Regions from separate parts of the Mus musculus genome. Here all the other regions are linked to region 1. The links are chromatin contacts, called in public HiChIP or PLAC-seq maps. All regions are on one chromosome and are shown on one strand. Each heading gives the region's core, a stretch centred on a gene start, on an enhancer-like site or on the middle of the called end of the contact. The rest is flanking DNA. Distances are from core to core; before and after follow the strand shown. Region 1 overlaps Bcl11b (B cell leukemia/lymphoma 11B). Region 2 has its middle 73 kb from the start of Gm52008. Region 3 has its middle 120 kb from the start of Gm52008.

Region 1 (3,130 bases), core at 238-2,737:
TGTAGGAAATGGTGAAGCAGATATAATTTTGAGAAAATATTATTCTCTTTCCTTGTGTGGGACCTGTGCCACATAGGTGACCACGTGGTTTCATCCACCAAGTGTTAACTCGCCCTGGGAGAAAAAGCTCTGTGCTTACCGCCTTCACCACAGTGGCAAACCAATTGCCATAGTCCCCTAAACAGACACATCTTACTGGAAATGTCAGTGACTCTTGCTTCCCTCACCTCCAGGAGCTCACAGTCTGGGGTATGCACATGGTGTCCAGTTAAGCATTAGACCCAGAATACTGTCAGGCTGACCCAAATTGACTAAGTGGACTTCAGAAATACCAAGGGAAGAAGCAGAAAGATTAGGGGTGGGTCTAGAGGCTGTAGTCAAGCCAAACATGAAAGAACCAGAGGTGCTGAGGTGAGGAGAGAGACAGAGTCCAGCAAGGCAGAGGCAGGCCGCCTGCAAGGGAGACTTTCTGAACGCACCTAGATGCAGGGCAGGTAGCCATGATGGAAGACACAGCTCTGCCTGCTGTGGGAGAGGCATGCAGAAGATGCCACAGCCACCCCACAGAATCCAGCTTTGCATTCCAGAGCCTTGGGTGGAGGGCTGGCCCTGCCCACCCACTCTGCCTCCCGAACTAAACTAAATGCTGAACATTAAGAATCGGTCTGTTCCCAGGAGTTCTGTCTCCAAGGTCACACCATGTCTGGGAAGGAAAACTGTTCCTTCACGCAAATGCTCGCAGCAACTTCCCAGTACCCTTTATCCTTGTGTGGCCACCTGCCTCGCTCTCTACACTGCAGAGACTGATGAAGCACTGTGAGCCAGGGCCATGGAGCAGGAGAAGGGCTGCTTTCACGGAACCACAGTCAGCAAGACATCGGTGATTACGTGATTTCCAGCGAGGGTTCAAGTATCGAGTCCATAAGAAAGGTGAGTCCTAGCAACTTGGGAGCCCTAGGGAAGGCCCTCTGAGAACACCCTAATGCTGACTTTAGGAAGGAAAGCAAGGACAGGCTGGTAGAAGAAAGGAGTCCAACGCATGGAGATGGGACCCTCAATGCAGAGGGGAAACCCTGGAGGCGGAACTTGAAAACAGGTTTGGAGCCTGTCTGGGGAAGGACAGAAAATGTGTGTTAAAGAAAATAACTTAGCTGAATATAAAACAAATTCCAATTTCTACAAAAATAAAGAAAGAAAAAGAAAAAGAAAAAGAATTTCAAGCCCATTCAAGACAAGAACTGATTTGTCTAGCAAAAATCTCACTACAGCAAAGGATGCAGGTAAAGAAAATCCATGGAGTTTCCAACTGGATGATCTGCCACCACCACCACCACCAACAATTTCACAAATGTCAAAAGCACAATAAAAACAAACACCAATCCGTGAAGGCCTGTAACGTAGGAGGTAGCCCTCTATCCGCCTCTCAAGCAGGTTGGTTATGGCAACAAGCCTCTCATTTGACAGCTGAGAACTGTGAACCCACAGCTTCAGGGCCAGGGTGGTCTAAGCAAAGTGAAAGAGAAGTTCGGGTGCAGACGCCATGCGCCCCATGGGTCCCAACACAGCCTTCTTTCAACCGTTCAATTTTGTGGTCAGACCAGGTGTGCAAGGTCAGGCTGGGAGAAACAGCCACCCAGCCCCGAAACAAAGAGAAATTGCTGACCGAGGGGCTGATCCGAGGAGGGTGAGAACAGAGGGGTTTGTCACAGAGAGTGGGGGAGGACAGGGCAAAGGGCACAGGTGATCTTACAAATGACGACGGTTCCCCCGGAGTGTCTACAACTACAGTTGGTCACCCTCAGAACCCTGGCCTCCCACGAAACCTTCACATTCATGGAAGATCACCTAAGGTTTCTACATAGTCAGACCCCGGGCAACCTGCGTGTCGCAGGCCTCTCTGAACCACATGTCTCCAGTGGGCTTTTCTTCATGCGTGTGGGGGTATGCACACACGTTCTTGTATAAGCAGGTGCAAGTGTGTAGTGAGGTACTCAAAGTCTGTCAGTGCAGAGGCCAGAGGACGAGCCATGATGGTTCCTCGGGAGCCAGCCATCTTGGATTCAGGTTGTTTCCTTTGGAGACAGGGCCTCTCACTGGCCTAGATTTTACCGAACAGGCCCAAGTGGCTCACCAGAGCACTCCAGGGACCACCTGTCTCGATCTCCTCAGCCCTGAGATCACAGGTTCATGCCACCGTGCCTGGCATTTTTTGGTTTTGTTTTTTGTTTGTTTGTTTGTTTTTTGTTTTTTAACATAGGTTCTAGAAATCAACGGCAGGTCCTCAGGCTTGTGAGCAAGAGCTCTACCAACTGTGCCGTCTCCCCAGGCCCCTCCTGGGAGATCTGAGGTGCTGATGGACAAACTCACCAGAGTGGCTGTGTCGTTCCGTGCCACCCCGACCCGGCGTGGGTTTCGAGAATGTGCCAGAAACAGATAAATCATACTCATCATTTAGTGGCCAAAATGTAGTGAACTCAGGAAGCGAATGGAAAAGGCAGGGACAGCCCTGTAGGTGTGTGGGAGCCTCCACGTCTGCACCCCGTTCTCTCACACGGCAAGTGAACCTCACCCCATGCGGCTTTCTATCCTTCTAGGAGACACAGGATGTTCTTATGTGTCATGGCTTCCTTCCCAGGAAACTCTCCATCCTTCCTTCCTTTCCTTAAACCCACAAAAATCTCCACTTTCTACCCCAAGAAGTATGGCCAGGGCAGTAAATCTCGTTTTAATGGAGTGTACGTTTAGCTGTGAGGAGATAATTGGCGTTATGGAGAGCCTCAACGCCGAGTTATATAGGTTAGCTAATGCAGAGGGGACTCATTACCGACACACTACAAACAAGTCGTAATATATGTATATTGTTCTGAGTGGTGTTATAGCGAAAGTGCTCCGGTCCACGGGGATTGATAAAGCGCGAGAAAACAGCAGATACGCACTTGTAAATTTGTCTCATTTGTCTCTGAAGTTAAAGGTTATTCCCTTGTTCTGAATTTGTAATAAAAACATGCTAGCCCAGGGTTTGTGGAGAATGTTTGAATATTTAAATTGTGTATAATGATAGGCAATTATAGGGTAAAAACTGGACCTTGTGAATGGGGGGGCACGGTGTGGATCACAGAGTGCTCCCCCA
Region 2 (3,130 bases), core at 159-2,658, 740 kb before region 1:
ACCGGGCTGAGGATGTCTCAAGAATTACATAGCTGCCCCACCGTAGAAGGAAGAGGTGGGGGCAGGCTGTGTGAAGGGCACCAGAATGAAACTTGAAAGGAGACCGAACAGAAACTCGAAACAAGGTGAGCTGGCTGCTGCGTCCTGGCCTGGAGGAAGCCGTGGGCCGCAAGCTTGAGACCTAGGGCTAGAGGCCTGGCCAGCACCTTTGATGGGGCCAGCCATGGGCCTGGCTCAGCAGTTCCTCCCCACTCACCTCGGAACCAACGAAGCGCGGGTTGGATTTCGTGAGAAGTGTGTGAACACCCAGCTCAAAGTGAAAGAGCAGGCCGAGAGATTCACACAGCCTGAAACCAAACCGGGAAACAAAGGCACAGACTATGTATGCCCGCCAGCTCTCCCACCCGCTTGCCCTGCCTGCTATCCACGACCACCCTCCAGCTAACCTTGAATCTAGATGTCCCGAAAGGCAGGATGGGGCACTGCAAGCAACACTGGGTTCCTAGAACTGGCTAGAATTCTAGATCTATCTTTTCGTGCCTTACATCTTGGGATTAGTGGTAGTACATCTCTGAGCTTCTTGATGAGGCTGCTAATCGCAATGTCAGTGTGTGAGAAAATGGCTGTCCCCTCTATGTTCCCAAGCATCCTTTAACTCTCCTCAGGGTCAATTTTAACCCTTCGTCTGACAATAACATTGAAACGTCTGTCTCTTCATTTCTTTCACTTTGCCTTTTTTTTTTTTTCCGGAAACAGAATTTCTCTAGGTAATTCAAATTTGCATTGAATTTACAATCCTGTCTTCCCGGCACCAGGGCTGTGTGATAGGCAAGTCTGGCCACGCACAGTTTGGTACCTTCAATTTTCCAAAAGCTCTGTTGAGATATTTCACAGGTTCTAAGACTCACTATTGCCAAGTATGCTCACTTCGGGTTTTAGGGAGGAAAGCAGATGCAGGAAGAGGCAGAGATCCTATGCTGGGCCTCAGGGATGAAGAACCATCTCTGGGGTCACACCCCTCCGTTACAGGCACATAGCTCACCAGTGTGTGTGTGTGTGTGTGTGTGTGTGTGTGTGTGTGTGTGTGTGTAAATCAGCAAAACTTTAATATTTCCCAAAGCTCACGGAGGGAAACCTTCAGCTTTCCCTTGCCCTAAGCATTTGCAATGAAACCCCTGACTCCGTTTCCCAGGACGCAGGCGACCTCCAAGGATGCCACCCACTTGTCACTTCTGCTTTTTGCTTTGTTTTTGGCCGCTTCATATGTGCAGACAATATGTTGTGATTGTATTTGCCCCATCACCCTCTCAAAGCCGCCCACCCCCTTTCCCTCTCAACCCCTCCCTGGAGGCTACACCATTAGACAAATGAGAGCCTCTCTTATAGCACCAATCAGCAGCCTTCGGCTTCTCAGGAAGGGGCGGGGCTCCAACACTGTGCTAAGTCGAAGGACCCAACCTGTGCAGGGGTCCTTAGCTGCTGCGCACACATGGTGCAAAGATTACACTGTATCCAAACAGCCGCATTTTCTCACAACGCTCTTCTCTGTCCTCCTGCTCTTTCCCTTCTGTGCCATTTTCTGGGCTTTGAGGTAAGAAGCGGCTTCAGGTAAATGAGCGACGCGTGTTCCAATCCTTGGAGCCTCTCTCTGCCTTGCCCAGCTTGACTACGTTCTCTTTCACGGGTCTCATCCCTCTCCCCACGTGTCTGACTCCTTCCTTTGCTCCTGGACCCCAATGAAACCTAGCCGCCTCAGAGTCCCTCGGGCTGCGAGCTGTGAGCGATTTGGTGATCTCTAGCCCCTCTCAAAGCGCCCAACTCCCCCTGAATCTTCAGAAGGATTTCTGCCTTCATGTTCCCTCCACCAATCCCCTCAGCAGAATATGAACCCCAGGAATGAGATGAACCGGGTCCTTCTTCCCCCTCTGCCTGAGAGAGAGGGGCCCTGAGAGTTTGTACGATGGAGATGATGCATAGTCTCTTCTCGGTTCTGAGTCCTTTATCCCACGTTCCCTGGTGATGTACCCCAAATACCTCTGAGCTTCTCTCCGCTTCCCTGAAAGCTGGGGAGGCACCTTGCTTGGGACAGTACACATGGTCATCAGGTACTGACAGCTGGTTGCCTGTCAGTTGAAAAATCATCCATCTGCCTTCCTCTTCCCTTTTCAGGACACTGAGAGATGGTCTGAGATGTAAAATTAGCCCTGTAACAAGAGATGAGTCTTCCTAAAAGTCAGATGATCATGCCAGAACCCTTTGACTGGGGACCAATGGAAACGGTCCATGACCCCAGTGTAGCCTGTGGGCCCTTGTCACTGTGGCAACAGTAGGGGAAAATATCATTCAGGTCTTATTGTTAGTCTCCTTGCAAATTGTCTGAACAACTTTTTATATTGTCTTAGAAACGTGCAGTGCTGTGTGCTTGTGTTCTTTGTTCTTGACTCTTTCCTTTTTAGCACTCAAAGGAAGCCTACTCGAAACAAACTGAGGGCAATCTGCCAGTTTCTCTAACCCTGAAAGAAGAGAGACAGAAAACACACACACACACACACACACACACACACAGAGAGAGAGAGAGAGAGAGAGAGAGTCAGGCAGGCAGGCATGGTTAAAAGGCAGGCAGCCGCTTTCCCCAGTCCTATCTCTGTGCATCAGAGATGCAGGTGAGGAACCAGGGCTGTAGATAGATGTTCATGGTCCCTCTGGATCTGTAGAAGTCATTGAGAAACAAGCCTGGGGTCAGCTGCAAAGATGAGAGCATGGCTCTGGGCGGGCTCCATCCTCAGGACCAAGCTGCACCAAGTACAGGAAGCTGGTTCTGAAATCAGTGGTCTCGTCTCCTCGAGGATGAGCTGGGAACTCCCTCTCTTCTGAGCATGCCTGGTTGGTCACAGTTGGCAACAGCATGGAAATGTCAAAAGAGCCCTGTTTGGAATTGTGACTACTTTGGTTTGATTATAGCCTTGCCCCTTGCTCAGGACTGGAGGCTAGCTCAGCGTGTCAGTCTCTTTTTTCTTAAGCTATGGCATATCACATCTACACTTTGGTGAGTGAATCCAGGCTGAGCCATGAAAGGGTCCACCATGCTCATCTCAGACCAGGTCGCTGATAGATGGAAGGCAGCGTGACT
Region 3 (3,130 bases), core at 254-2,753, 690 kb before region 1:
GGCTCCATCTTTTCATGGACTGTGTTGTCTTCTAAGCCTCTAATCTGGTTCTTTAGGGCATTTGGAAAGGATAACAGGAAAAGGCTGATGAAAGCATTGGCCACTTCCCTAGTCTGGTGAAGCCGCCTTTTAGGTCATGACAACACTGCATGACAAAAGTCCAGCAAATGTTCTCTGGGTAAGGACTTCCCAGTGACTCTTTGACTAGTGCCACAGACCCTGCTTAGTCAGGTGGTATCTGCACATCTGGGTTCTTCTGCCAGGTCAGAATGTGACCTAGGACGCTGGTAACATTCCATGCTGATAGTTCGCAGTCTGACAGGAGGGCTTCCCAGCTTTCTGTGTGAGCTCTCCAACATGTCCTCATCTGATCCTAGCGACATCCTTGGGGAATGTTCAGAAAGGCCAAAGCTATTTATCTGAAATCCTGAAATCCAGAAGGTTCGGAAAGCTGGATGTTCATCCATACATCTGGTGCAAACTCCTGGGGCCTCAGAATCAGAGAGGAGCAAATGGCGTGTTATTTATAATCTCTCTTTATCCCTCAGACTGGAAGCAAGTATGGGTGTGGGGGTGGAGATATTAATGAGTTTCACTTGGGGGTGATCATGGCAGCACACAGTATAGTAATGTTCATAGCTTGCCTGTATTAGTTATAGATCGCAGGGGTAGCAGTCCCTCCTCCCCAGTGCATAATGGCTTAAATCTACATACATTGAGTAGTCTGTCTTGCATAGGTAATCTGAGCCTGTTCCAGCTGGGTCCTCTGCCTAGGGATCCCTTAAGAGTCTGAAGTCAAGCATGGGGTGTTCGGCCTGTGTATCTCTAGGTGACCATACAGTCGCAAGCACAAGCCCAGGACAACACCTCCCAATATTGTTGGAGCAGTTGTCAGGATTCCCAGTGGCTATTGAGCCAATGGTCTCTATGGCTTACTTGTTGGCCAGAGACTAACCTCATGATTTTCTAGTTGATTCTATCTATCACAACCAACATGGATGAAGGAGCAAAGGGAAATATCAACGAAATGGAAGCTATCGTCTTCTTAACCAGGTCATGTGACATCCTCTGAGCTTTCTCTTATTCCTTATTGGCTGAGAGCTAGTAGATATTGCTCATATCCAAAGTGAGAGGTTTCAAGAGGCACAAACAACGGAAGGCTTTGGGGTCGTGCTAGAAGCTGCCAGCTGTATGATAATTTCAAATCTGGGCCCTCTCATGCTCTGATAGACAAATATTATTACCCTTGATGCACAAGAAAGTGGGGGTGAGTCCTGTGCTGTCAATATTTTCAATATTTTCATCTTCTGAGTCTCAATATCATAACTACTTGGCCTCAAGACCTCCTATCCACACATTCTTCTCCATGATGACCTCCCTCTTGATCCATCTTCCGAGTAGTCTGTGGTCGTCTAGGAGAAGAGACTTCTCTGAACCCTCATAAGCTGGGTGACCCTGGACCAGACACACAAGATGACGCTACCCTCAAGAGTATGTGGTCTGTTCATGTCAGGATATCACATGACCTTCCAGAACCTGCAGCCTACACACAGACTGCCTCAGCAGGCTTGAAATAGGTCAAAAGCCGGGCCGGAAAGGAAACAGAGTGACATTGGGGTTCTCCATGGCTTTCCCAGAATCCCCGGGAAGAGAGTTCAAGTACAGGACTGCCGTTAGGAGTCCAGTGAGAGCACCTCACAAACACAGAAGAGTGTTCTGAGCATAAAGGTTTTCATGCCACAGAAAGGGCTGTATACATAACAAAAACAGATTGGCAGGTGGTAAAGCTCTAGAAATTACATAGGCCAATGTTAATATGAGTAGAAGCTAGTGGGTTCTAAGACAGGCAAACACAATATTTAATAAGTGGATAAAAGGAATAAATTGTTTCCTTCGATACAGTCTCACAGAGATGCTAGCAAGTGAGGCAGATGAGGAGGTGGTGAGTGTTGCACTCACCACCCAGGGCTGGGCAGGTGTCAAGGGTGAAGGCAGGAGGGTGGGAGACTAGATAACAGCATGTTTCTTCCATGATACCCCGGAGAACCTTTAGGGCCATGCTTATCCTGGTAAACTATAATGGATGGAAAAAAAGTGAAGAAATAACAGAACTAAGGGTAGAGTGGGTGACACTCATCTGACTGGGATCTAAAGACCTGGCTGAGATTCACCAGCAAGGGCCCGAGATCCATGCCGGAGCTGAAATTATTGCTGTTTCTGAGAGTAAGGACTTCGTGATTCAGATTGTGTCGCCCGCATCACCACCTGGCCTCAATTTCCATACTCATACTCTGCGAGGACGAAGTGAGAATCTCCGAGGACCATTTCAATCCTGCAGAGGCTGAGCTGCTGGGGCTCATTTTCATAAGAGATTCCAAGGCTGGAGTTCACTCTGGCTGCCAATTAAGTGTTGTGTCACACATGCGTATGAGGTCACCTTGCTGACCTAAACAAGGGGACATGGGGGGACACATCAGCTCTGCCTGTGATAAAGGTCCACCACTTAATTGCCAGGATCCTTGTACTCTTGGGTCTGGTTCTTCCTTACGCATAGAAACCTTTCATTCCCCTCTGTCATTGCATTAAAACTAAGTGTTCTTCTGGGACTCTCTCTCTCTCTCTCTCTCTCTCTCTCTCTCTCTCTCTCTCCATCTCTCTGTCTTTTTCTCTGTGTTTCTGTCTCCCTCTGTCTCTCTCTCTTTCTCTCCATCAAAGGATGAGCTCTAACCTCAACACCTGTCATGTATATCTTGTTTCCCCCCTCCCTTTCTCACAAAAGAGCCTCCTGTTGTTTTTTGGACTGTATCTGAGCTGCTCACACAAACTCAAAATATGGATTATCCCTGACTGATGGCCCACACCAAATTTGTGTGTGATTCATTAGCCTTGTGTGAAAATATACACCCCAAACCTGAGTTCTTTGCGTCATATTGAACATTTTCACTGTTGTCTCTTACACTGTTGCTGCTGTGGCCCATCTGTCACTCAGTCTCTCCCCTGGTCTTTCTACTGGATCCTGATGCCAGGGCCACAGACCAGACTATATAAGATAAGACATTTGTACAGTCCCTTGCCTAAATTCTATGTTAAAATGGCTGAAAAGAACCTAGCTTAGGGAAATCACTTTTTT

What was found. HiChIP or PLAC-seq counts read pairs in DNA pulled down with a chosen protein or histone mark.
Region 2: a contact with region 1 is called in an H3K27ac HiChIP or PLAC-seq map of double positive thymocytes, with 8 times the contacts expected there. The contact joins two enhancer-like sites. A contact is called at or near these places in 4 of 484 Hi-C or Micro-C datasets (CD8 central memory T cells, cortical neurons, forebrain and 1 more) and 9 of 115 datasets of contacts at active chromatin or transcription factors (astrocytes, double positive thymocytes, effector CD8 T cells and 6 more).
Region 3: a contact with region 1 is called in an H3K27ac HiChIP or PLAC-seq map of double positive thymocytes, with 7 times the contacts expected there. The contact joins two enhancer-like sites. A contact is called at or near these places in 7 of 115 datasets of contacts at active chromatin or transcription factors (T-cell acute lymphoblastic leukemia, astrocytes, double positive thymocytes and 4 more).

Annotation. Positions count from the first base shown.
Region 1 is chr12:107,924,739-107,927,868 of GRCm38.p6, forward strand. The region is part of intron 3 of Bcl11b (B cell leukemia/lymphoma 11B); the gene reads right to left. Among named protein-coding and RNA genes, the nearest start is that of Bcl11b, 77 kb to the right of the region's middle. Within about 2 kb of position 1,488, at least 26 of the 459 cell types and tissues checked have an H3K27ac peak or open chromatin away from gene starts, as enhancers often do. A contact at or near this core is called in CD8 central memory T cells, double positive thymocytes, effector CD8 T cells and 1 more, where this site is marked.
Region 2 is chr12:107,182,088-107,185,217 of GRCm38.p6, forward strand. No RefSeq gene overlaps it. Among named protein-coding and RNA genes, the nearest start is that of Gm52008, 73 kb to the left of the region's middle. Within about 2 kb of position 1,409, at least 39 of the 459 cell types and tissues checked have an H3K27ac peak or open chromatin away from gene starts, as enhancers often do. A contact at or near this core is called in CD8 central memory T cells, double positive thymocytes, effector CD8 T cells and 1 more, where this site is marked.
Region 3 is chr12:107,232,633-107,235,762 of GRCm38.p6, forward strand. No RefSeq gene overlaps it. Among named protein-coding and RNA genes, the nearest start is that of Gm52008, 120 kb to the left of the region's middle. Within about 2 kb of position 1,504, at least 7 of the 459 cell types and tissues checked have an H3K27ac peak or open chromatin away from gene starts, as enhancers often do. A contact at or near this core is called in double positive thymocytes, where this site is marked.